2 separate regions of the Arachis hypogaea genome follow, and region 1 is linked to region 2. Evidence: chromatin contacts called from public Hi-C data. All regions are on one chromosome and are shown on one strand. The core of a region is the stretch at or near the end of the contact, and the rest is flanking DNA. Distances in the headings are between cores, read along the strand shown.

The links. Hi-C and Micro-C count contacts between places; a contact is called where the count stands out from the background.
Region 1: a Hi-C map of an unstated tissue shows a contact between it and region 2, with 3 times the contacts expected there. The contact joins two enhancer-like sites. A contact is called at or near these places in 3 of 8 Hi-C or Micro-C datasets (leaf and an unstated tissue).

The regions. Positions count from the first base shown.
Region 1 is chr18:32,451,181-32,456,927 of arahy.Tifrunner.gnm2.J5K5, forward strand. It overlaps the pseudogene LOC112771334. Among protein-coding and RNA genes, the nearest start is that of LOC112772592, 6.7 kb to the right of the region's middle. Within about 2 kb of position 2,136, at least 3 of the 3 cell types and tissues checked have open chromatin away from gene starts, as enhancers often do.
Region 2 is chr18:32,248,652-32,255,004 of arahy.Tifrunner.gnm2.J5K5, forward strand. No RefSeq gene overlaps it. Among protein-coding and RNA genes, the nearest start is that of LOC112773129, 34 kb to the left of the region's middle. Within about 2 kb of position 2,795, at least 1 of the 3 cell types and tissues checked has open chromatin away from gene starts, as enhancers often do.

The DNA.
Region 1 (5,747 bases), core at 886-3,385, 200 kb after region 2:
AAAACATGTTACAACCTGGCATTTAACTCCAGAAACAGCCTAGGCACGTGTAAAGCTCAAGTCTCAGCCTCAGCAAACACCAAGTGGGCCCTGGAAGTGGATTTCTGCACTATCTATCATAGTTTACTCATTTTCTGTAAACCTAGGTTACTAGTTTAGTATTTAAACAACTTTTGGAGATTTATTTTGGACCTTATGACATTTTCACGTTTTACATTGTATCTCTACGACATGAGTCTCTAAACTCCATAGTTGGGGGGTGAGGAGCTCTGCTGTGTCTCGATGAATTAATGTAATTACTTCTGTTTTCTATTCAATCACGCTTGTTTCTGTTCTAAGATACTCGCTTGTACTTAACTATGATGAATGTGATGATCCGTGACACTCATCATCATTCTCAACCTATGAACGCGTGGCTGACAACCACTTCTGTTCTACCTTAAATTGAGTGTGTATCTCTTAGCCTCTCGGTTCATGATCAGAGTCTTCGTGGTATAGGCTAGGACTATTGGCGACCATTCCAGAGATCCGGAAAGTCTAAACCTTGTCTGTGGTATTCCGAGTAGGATCTGGGATGGGATGACTGTGACGAGCTTCAAACTCACGAGTGCTGGGCGTAGTGACAGACGCAAAAGGATCAATGGATCCTATTCCAACATGAGTGAGAACCGATAGATGATTAGCCGTGCGGTGACAGCGCATTTGGACCATTTTTACTGAGAGGATGGATGGTAGCCATTGACAACGGTGATCCACCAACATACAGCTTGCCATGGAAGGAGACTTGCGTGCGAGAAGAAGAAGACAGTAGAAAAGTAGAGATTCAGAAGACAGAGCATCTCCAAAACCTCAATCTGTTCTCCATTACTGCATAACAAGTACTATTTAATTTATGCTTTTTACTCTTCATAAATATAATCACTCTTATCATTGATTTCCTGACTAAGAATTACAAAATAATCATAGCTTGCTTCAAGCCGATAATCTCCGTGGGATCGACTCTTACTCACGTAAGGTATTACTTGGACGACCCAGTGCACTTGCTGGTTAGTGGTACGAGTTGTGAAAAGTGTGATTTACAATTCGTGCACCAGTGGACTGATAATTTTGGCATCACGGTGACCGATCTAGTTCATGTTCTAAATTGTGTATAATTATTAGAGAAAAATGCTATATATATCTAAATATATATATTATTCAAATTGCTTCGTGCTTTTTAAAATTACTAGGTATATGACAATGATAGGATGAGGCTAGCGATTGACTTAGTGAGTAAGGAATTCAATATGAAGAAGTCAGAAATTATGGATAAAGCACATGCATATATGAAAGATATGCTAAAAAAACAGTCACGATTACAAAAAAATTGAAGAATTATTTTTTGAAATTCAGCGCATTTTATATTTGCTGAGACACTGCACGTCATATTTTGTTAGCCATTTTTTTAGTTTAGGTCATTCTTTTATTAGTATCCTATCCTCGAAATACATCTTTAATAAACTTGGTGGAGTTAGTTTATACGATATTTAGTTATATATTAGAAATTACTGTTGAGTCATTTTAAGAGACATATAAAAAATTTACTTAACTCACATAATATAACATTCACCATAATAATATAATCTATCATGAACAAAGAATGACACACAATCCTTACACAACACATTATAACTAAAAATTATACGCATGATTTTACAAAATTAGATGATAATTAATTACACATAAATTAAGAGTTTGATTAGCATATTTTGACAAAGAAATAATTTTTTTTCTCATTTCATCCATTTATTAAGCATAGTTCCAACATAATTATTTATATAATAAACTAAAAAAAGGCTTAATTCTGGATATTTTGTTGTAAAATTAAATGACAGGTTTGAAGAAAATAGGGAGGAAATTTTGACAGTAGTGCAGTGTGATTTGTGATAACTAGTTATTATTTGGTGAAAAAGAGATGGAATAGAACAAACAGAAATTCCAAAGGAAAGAGAACACAAAACCGTTGTGCAAAAACTCGGGTAAAAAATCGACTAAATCGATGGTTAACTGAACAATCGGTCAAACCGGTCGGGTTTTTTAAGGCCCAGTTCGCTAAAGCATAAACAACGGCGTCGTTTTGTTCGAAAACAAAGGGCACCGTCCCCCTCTCCCTTCTTTCTCTCACAAACCCAACCCTAAACCCTATTAGAGCAGAGCAACATCCCGCTTTTCCATCGCCGAGCTACTCTCCGTCAGCCAGAGGCTGCCGTCGCAGCCGGACTAGCCTCAACCGAGCATCCCACTTCTCCCATTAGCGTCACTCACGTGCACAGAACCCACGAGCACGTTCGTTTTTTGCCGGCGCTCTTCGATTTCCCGTCGCGATCCTTTTCTTGTCGTCGACTGCTCGGTGAGTTCTTCGATGATAATTCCTTTTCTTGTCATCGCGATCCTTCTCTACCCTCTCTGCCGCAGTGAGTTCTTCAGCTTTTCAATTAATTTTATTTTATTTTGTTAACTTTTGCTCATGTAATTATTATAGGGTTTGCTTGCTTCAACAATTGTGTAATCAAATCTCAATTAAGAACCATTTCTAATCTGAAGGTGTGCGCCTATTGAACTTTCAAATGTAAATTGGGGATCATGGTCAAATTTAAAATTTTTTCGTTCCTGTTTCTGCAATCATGCATGTCGTGGCCCTTCTTCATAAACACTACAAGAATCTAATTACTTCAAGAAATTTCAAATTTAAATTGGGGATCATGGCCAAATTTTTTCTTGTTAATTTTTACATATTCTGAGTTAATTTTTGTATGATTGTTGTATATATTCTGCCTTCTGAGTTAATTTTTACATTGTTTAATTCTAGGAACCAATTTTAATTGCTTAAATTTATTATTTACTTTAATTTATTTCTTTTTTTTTTTGTTTTAATTGTTTGTTGTTTGATTGTAATCGATGTGATTTAGTGTTTCGGTGTTCATCAGTAATGTTTTAGCTGGATTGAATTTAAAAAAAAAAAAGAAAAAGAAAAATAATTAAGGTCCTTCATTATCTTTTTTGTTCCTTTGTTATGTTTGGTTCTTCCTCTAGGATATATGGTTTGGCAAGATATTCTTTTTAACTTATTTTTTTAAAAAACAAATAATCTATTCTGCCCTCTTGATTTGTGCTTTATGCATTTTGTCTTCGTTTAGGATTCAATTCCAAATCTAAATGCATATAGTATCAGATTACATTAATTTTTTGTGATAGTGTGATATTATTGGTATTTTAATTTCTGTTGTCCTCTATTAGCAAAACCAAAATTTGTTTTCAATTTTAATATAATTCTTCCTATGGAGGCAATATGTCATAACTTTATGGTTAGTTGGTTGTTCTATTTTAATCTATGCAAAACCAATAATCATAGACCTATAAATATAACTAAACTCATCTTTCTGTTTTTTTATTTGTTTTGTTTTGAGTTATTAACCCTTCATTCAGTTGATATTTTGTGGTCACAAAATTATGATGATCATTTTTCTTGGAAGCTTTATATGTCATCGAGAATGTGATATGTAGGTCTTCAGCATTTTGTTTCTTTTCTCTTTTGAAATTTAGCTGAAATGCAGATTATTGCTGTGCTTGATTTCCCACTGCACTACAATCCAACTAATGCCATCACTCTTTAACTCCTGTATAATTTACATGTCCACTATGTATTCTATGCACATGATGTTTCCAGTTATCCATGCAATTCAATTTGTGACAATCAAATATAGTGGCTACCCCAACTGAATATCATTGGCCCACTTTTTCGGTGTCTATGATGGACATGGAGGCTTTCAGGTATTAGTTAAAAATCACTAACAAAATAAAATTATACAACTTTTATTGAAGTCTGACGCTAACTGGATTTTATTTTGTTATTCTTTTTGGTTGGTAGCTTGCCAATTACTGCCGAAAACGCCTGCATTCAGCTTTGATTGAGGAGATAGAAGCTGCACAACCAAGTTTGGCAGAAATAGAACTGGGAGATTCTTTATAAGACCATTGGAAGAAAGCATTTGTAGGTTGTTTTCAGAAAGTAGATGATGAAGTTGGAGGAATTCAAGTTGGTAATGGCAGAAATAACAGTGGTGGACTAGAGTCTACAATCGAACCAATTGCTCCTGAGACTGCTGGCTCCACTGCAGTGGTTGCCATATTGAGTCAATCACACATAATAGTCACAAATTGTTGGAATTCAAGAGCCGTCGTGTATCGCGGAAAACAAGGCATTCCATTGTCTGCTGACCACAAAGTAAGGCACTTCTTTCTATTTTCACAATGTTTTTCATGAGTTAAAAATTGGAGCCATCTGATAGAGGAGACTTTACTTCATGTTTGCAGCCAAATAGGGAGGATGAGTGGGCAAGGATAGAAGCTGCAGTAGGAAGGGTCATACATTGGCAAGGGTACCGAGTTCTTGGCGTTTTGGCAATGTCAAAATCCATAGGTATGTATCTGCCTTTGGCATCTCTGCAGCATATTTATGTCAATGTAGTTGGATTTGAAGTGATGCTAGTTACTGTAAACTTTTTCTTGATAAGGGTTATGGTTTCTAGTAAAATGAATAAAATGGTACAGCCTTTGTATAGGACACTACGAAAAAGTATTTCTTTTTTGCTAAAAAAATATAGCATTTTAGTTCCTTGCAATTAGTTTAATCATCTTAGTTCTTCTCCAATAGGTGATAGGTACTTGAAACCATGTATTATTCCAGAACCGAAAGTGAAGTTTGTGCAACGGGAGAAACATGACGAGTGCCTTATTCTAGCTAGTGATGGTTTATGGGATGTGATGACAAATGAAGAAGCCTGTGAAGTTGCACGGAAGAGGATCCTTCTTTGGCACAATGAAAATGATGTGTGTATCTTCAAGGTGGAAAAGCACAATGAACCAGTGTGTTATGTAGCACTTATCAATGCAAATTTTTAGTGTAAATTCTATTTTTTTTTCCTACCAAGTACCAAGTATAGAAATAGTACATTCTTTAAGGGATGAACGACACATTGGTGAGTTTTTGTTTTACAACACCCAGACCTGTAAGATTTTTTGGTGACACATGTTCAGATAGTTCTGTTAAGATTTAGACTAAGTATCTTCATGAATGCAAATTTAGTTCAAGTCTTCAAGATAGGAGCATTCGTATATTATTATGTTGAAGCATTCTTTTTTTAATTCAGTTTTTATGAAAAGTAATAATAAATTATTGTATCATTAAGTCCAAATTGTTTATTTCCGTGCATCGTACGGGCTCATTCACTAGTACATATACTGATATACAGGATAACAATTAACAAGCATAGGGCCATTATGATTATCTTATCCCACCATCATCGAGGAAAAGGTATGGAAGGGATTTAAGTTGTTTAGGGGATTTAACCTTTTTCCCACATGCTGAATGACAGGTTTGGAGGAGTTTGATTGAAGCCTTCGAAGCACCAAATATTGGAAACATGGACAGGCAAAGCATTTTAGAAGTAGCTTTTGTCCTTTTTCTTTCTTCCCCCCAACCCCCCGCTCCCCAACAAAATTGGTCATAGCAACTAGCAAATTTATTTCCATGTTTGTAACGGAAATCAAGCAAAATTTGCAGTTTTTTTCATAGAAGTTTCAAGTAAATTCAACATTGTGTATCCTATCAAGATCTGAACACTAACCCTAAGCTCTTCAGGTGTTTGAATACGAATATTTATAAATCACTTATCAAAAGGAAATTTTAAATAGTGATTATTTCAATA
Region 2 (6,353 bases), core at 1,545-4,044:
TGAAGTTTGGATTGGCGATAAACTAATATTTAACTTGTGGAAAAGTGAAGTACCATGGAAAACTAAAATCAGCACATGTAGGTACCTTTGTCTCCCTATACGTACTATATATGTTTCTTGTATGAAAAATAATGCTAATGCTAGCTAGCTAGTAGTCACATATATAATGTTGCTTTGGAATCTCTAAGCTACGAATTCAACAGAGGAATCCAAGCTAGCTAGAAGGAATAGCATTCCTGAAATAATGACCTTTCAAATAAGAAAAAGTGATTTAATTTCTTTTTCTATACAAATGGCTACTTGCCTCTTGATGTTTCTAGAGCAAGCATTTCGGAATTACTTCAACAACACGATCAACATCAATGACTCATTCAAACTTGCATAAACACATACAACTTCAATTCTATCTTTTATTTTATTTTTTTCACCATTGGAAAAAAATTTATAAACATGAACATTGCAAGAAACGAAAATTAAAGAATAATGATATATATGCATGTGAAAGGGTAGTAGGGTCTGAGTGTGATGATGTGAAATGTGAAGAAAATTGTGAAAGGGTAGCCATTAATTTCTCTTGATTGCACCGTTTAAGAGATACATAGAAACCTTGTTGATATGATAGGTATGTAGAGTTGTCTGGGAAGGGTGCGTGCAACGCAACAACAACATTGAACCGTGTCTTTCGTACATAACAAGATCCATGCTGCAATAATGTTCATAACTTCAATTCACATCTTTTTCTTCAAATTTAAGGTTCAAATTAAACTTCACATACATCTTTATTATTTTGTTGTCGGGGTCACTTATGAAAAATTCAAAATTCAAAATGCAATAAGCTACTGTTGTGTATACACTAATGTGAGCTTTATAGCTTTTATGTTATTCCAAAAAAAAAAAAAAAATGGTACGTGTAGAATAAAAAATATTGCCACCAAATTAATTATATTCACATTTTTTTAATTACATAATTATACTTGTTTAAGCAAGTATAATAAAAAGGGAGCTACTCAAATAAAGATGTCAAAAACATCCTTTTTTAAAGATATTTTTTAATAATTTAAATTTAACATATATAACCGATTAAACTATGTTATTTTTATTAAAATTAGATCGGACAAATTAATTTAGGCAAAAAACAAATAAATTAAATTTTGAACAAATTTAAATTAATATTTTTTTAATAAAAAATTACTACAATATTTTTATTATAAAAAATTAACAAAAATACCTCTATTATATATATATATATATATATATATATATATATATATATATATATATATTTTAAAATTTTAAATTCTAACCCTATGACGACGGAGATGAAAAAGGCTAGAATTTAGAATTTTCAAAATTAATATATATAATAGAAGTATTTTAGTCATTTTTTATAATAGGGAGATTGTAGTCATTTTCTATAAAAAATAATATTAATTTAGACTAATTTAAAATTTGATTCATCATTTTTTCGGTCAAATTAATTTGTTTGGCTTAATTTTAACAAAAATAATATGATTTAATTGATTATATTTATTAAATTTTAATTATTAAAAAATATCTTTAAAAAAAAACGTTTTAGACGTTTTTTATCTGAATGCCTTCTTAATAAAAAAAAGTTTGAGATATTAAAAATGTATTTCTATATGTGGTGATAGATTAGTAGTTAATTTCTTTTGTATAAATAATATAATTGTATTAGTAAATAATAGTAATAGAGCATAAAGAATTATAGCTAGCCATGCAGAATTGATTAGTCCACACAGCTTTGTGATTAATCTTATGTGTATATATCTCGTTTGATTATGGAATTCTGTGTGTACACACTCTAATTAATCTTTCTCCTTTTCGAATACGTTTTAGTTTTTCACATTATTAGTTTTTCAAATTTGTTAAAATTTTTTTTAGAAAAAAAAAAGCTATATGCACAAAATTAATTGTTGGCAATTAAAAAATAGTTTATGCGGAACAATAATTATTTTTATGAATGACGAGTTTTTACTCTATACTTATTTGAAATTTGCAAACAAATATTTATGAAAAAAAAATTTAAGGGCTAATAAAATTTATTATTTTTAATCAGTATTTTTAGTTATCAGTTTAATTTTTTTAATTTAGTAATCTAACTTACTTTTAGTTTACACTTTTAAAAATTTCTGATTAACTGTTAGCGGAAAATAATAAATTCTATTGGTTTCTAGTATTTTTTTTATGGAATATTTAATACGAAAATTAAAAAAGAAAAAAAAAGTTGATCGAAAACTGACTATTTAAAGTTTTGAATATATATTGAGTGATAAAAATTTTTTAATATTTTTAACCATGTTCTTTATTAACGAGTATATATTTTTTTATTTGGTTGTCTATGGTATCTCCCAACCCTACAGATGAAGAACTAATCCGTCGTGGATCTGAACTTTATTTAAGGGTCTGCCGCTGGCCAATGGATTGCTGTATGCATAAGGCAGGATTCGAACCTCCGACACTTGTTTAAGCGGACGAGTGAGCTGACCACTCGATCAATCCAAATTAGTTTTTTTTAACCAGTATATATCATTGGACATCCATCAGCTAAATCTATAATATTCACTCTTTTTTTTTAATATGCGCATCATTGGACTATTTCTGGACTATTTCTGGAATATTAAGATTTAAACTTCAGATCATTGTAAGATGCCTATTGCAGACCCAAAAAGAAAAAGAAGCCCGTTTTCAGGGATCTCTTTTTGCACTGACCGATTACTGTGACTTGGGCTTTAATTTCTTAGGCCCATACTAAACGCCGATTGCTAAGGAGAGTAAAATGACAAAAATACACGCAACTATACAAGAGTGTATGTGAGTAACCAATTTGGATTGTCAAGTAGTTAGTTAAGTGGAATTTTGCTTTGTATATGCAAATATGAAGTAATCTATTGGTTGGAGATAAACACTTAAACGATGGATTAAAGGATATCGTGGGAAAAAGAATGTATATGAATTTGGAATTGCATAAAACCTTTATTAAGAGTTTGATTGGTTGCAAAGGTAAAATTGAGAGAAAGAAAATGAAAAGTAAAAAAATAAAAAAATAGATAAGAGAATAAAAATAATAAAAAAAAATTAAAATTGACATATATAATCTTATAGCAAAATAACATATAAATGTTATGAGAGAAGGCATAATTGTCATTTAAGTTATATTTAGCTCTCTAAAGAAAAATGTTAAAGCGTCATTAGAATTTATTATTTTTTATTATCACTTTTAGTCATAAATCCAATTATTTTAATTTAGTAATTCAACAACATAATTTAGTCCACACTTTTAAATATTAACAAATAATTAATAACAAAAAAAAAAAACAATACATTCTAATAATTTTCGAACATTTTTTTTCTAATAATTTTAGTTCCTTGACGGCAAAAAAATTTGGAGTTGAGTCCTACAGACATTTCACCTCTTGGTTTTTTGTTTTTTCAACCAAACCATAAAAAATGTCATTTTTATTTTTTAATATTCTTTCTCCTTTTTTCTATTGGAACAACTAGAGAGTAGACGTAGAAGAAATAGAATTAATGAAAAGAAAAGAGAAGATAGAAGAAAGAAATAAAATAAAAAAATTGCATGAGAGCCACGAGGAAACAAAACATATATATAATCAAATTCCCAAATCACCCAATAATCCCTATCAGCTATTATTGATATTGAGTACCAAAATAACTGATTACAAACCATGCAACGTTTTCCACATGGTGTAATTTTTCAGTTGCTGCGTGATGATGTGAAAATTGTAAAATTTATTTCCAAGAAAGTAAATGTTTTTTTTTTTAATTGAAACTAATTATGTTCACAATTTCTAGAAAAATAAGTTAAAGTATGTACAACTAAAAAATAAAGTAAAAATACATAAAATGAGAAAATTACATATCTAACACAATATTAAAATATTAAATTTATAAATATTTTAACTTTTATATTTTTCATTTTTTCTATTTTTTTCTGATATAAATAACTATAGTAGTTTATTTGGATATGTAACATTATCCAGACGTTATTGGCCCCCCACGGTCCCTACCCCTCATTTATATGCGGCCCAATTAATGTGAGTTTGTTTATTAACATTTTTATTGTATATTTCTGCTTCTGCATTTAAAAAGACCCCGAGATATAAAAATTATTATGTGTATGACAAATCAGTATGTAACCTTTCTGGACTCGATTTCTATGTCCTTTCTCGGAGTGGTAATCTAACTTGGCAAATTTAAGATTGAGCCATTTTACGGCCCAAAAACGGATTAATAATTTTTAGTATTTTGATCTAATATTTGAATTTAAATATTTTTTTATTTTATCTAGATAAGATAAGATGATGACAGTCTAAATTAGTTTTACAATCTCTAACCAACATTTAAATTCAAATATTTTCTTTATTTTAGCGAGATAAGATAAGATGAGTCAACTACCAACAGTTATATACAGAAGAGTCACAGGTTCCTTCAGGTACGTCATTCATTCTATACACTTTATACTTCTCAAATCTATTCTAATTTGAGCGTCGAAGTGTCTTTGCAGGTACTACCCCCCATTACTCTAGCCAGATAATCCGGCGACCACCTCGACTCGTAAGTCTCCGATCGATCTCATAACCTGTACTAGAGACTTCTAATACATTGGCGCCGTCCGTGGGGACAGCCAATTCGTGGCGGCATGACGGAGAATCTCGAAGAGCAATCCTCAAGCCACCACTACGACTCAGACCGGCGAAGTCCAACACCCAAACTCTAGGATAGCATTCCCCCCATCCACGGTAGGATAACAAGCACCGTGCACGGCCAATCGATCCCGGTCCGATAGCAACCGAAGGTGGACAACCGGCCACCCACTGAGGCCCGAGCCCCCAACAGCCTAGAAGAAAAAGCAATCCAGATAATCCAAGAGTTATGTCTTAGAGTGCAAAATCTCGAAGGTCGAGTTACTTCCAAGGAGTGATATCATCCCGAACACGCAAGCCAAGCAACCTCCAGAACTCGGTCGCATCGAGAAACCAGAAATGACCGGTCCCCCGAAGAGCGACACGGGAAACGACGCGACCGGAGCGAATCCAGAGATCCGGAGCGCTGACGCAACGAGGATGACCGAAGGAACCATCGGGAGGCCAAGCGAACGAGAGCGAGCACGTGATAATGGAAGCTACTCTGTTCATCGAGAAAATCCTGAAAACCAAACTTCCTAAAGGTTTTGACAAACCTATCGGTGTGGAGTATGATGGCACCAAAGATCCCCAAAAATACCTAACGACCTTCGAGGCCATGATGAACTTGGAAGGAGCCACTGGTGTGATCCGAGGCAGGTCTTTCCGGTAACCTTAGCCGGCCTTGCAATTAAATGGTTCAACGGCCTTCCGAACGGTTCGATAGCCAGTTTCGACGACGTCTCCAAAAAGTTTATGGCCCAGTTTACCACCAAGATCACCAAAGCAAAGCATCCGATCAGTGCAAGAATCGTAATTAATTAACCGCTTGATTAAAATAATTTAATTACCCAAAATAGAATAAAAAAATTTAGAATGTTAATTAGAAAATTTAAATATGATATTTAGACTCAGTAGATTTTTCTGAGTTGGAAAATATAATTTTCTGCGAAAAATTGCGTAAAAACTTGTACTGATAAGTTAGTCGGAAGTACCGGCTTAAGTCTGATCGGTACTGCGTGATAATAATAAAAGCAGTAGAAATCTTAGGAAAATATTTAGAATTGAAAACCGAGCACTAATTCTAAAGGTTTGACCCAAAGTTGGACCAAACGGACCAAAAATGCTAACGGGTTGGACCGGGCCTAAGTTGGGCCCAAGTCTAACACATATATAACCTTTAGTGAGGCCATTTCAGCCCCATAACTTCACAAAATTGAAATCTAGCAGCTGGTAAGGGTGAAGGGAGAAGAAGAACAAAACACTATTCACTTCCTCACTCTTTCACTCATAACTTGAGCTACGATGCTCCGATTCGTGAACAATTTGCGGCCACGCGAAACTCTTGCCGAGCCCGTTAATTTCATCTAACCAAAGTGGTAAGATTTTTGAAAATTTCTGCCCAGTTCTCAGTCATAAGAATTTCGAAAATTTAGGTTTTGATATTGAATAGATTGTGATTTTGATTGTTTAGGGGTGTTGTAGCATTGAAGTATTATTGGGTTTTACCTCCAAAGCTATTGGATAAGGTAAGAATGCCCTAAATCCTTATAGATTTATGATTTTAATAAATCCTAGGTATTAATTAAGATGAATTAATTGTATATAGCTTGGAATTTATGATTATTGGAGCTTTTGGATTGGTGTGGTGGCTTGATTGAACTTGAAAACTTGTGGAAGCTTGGTTGA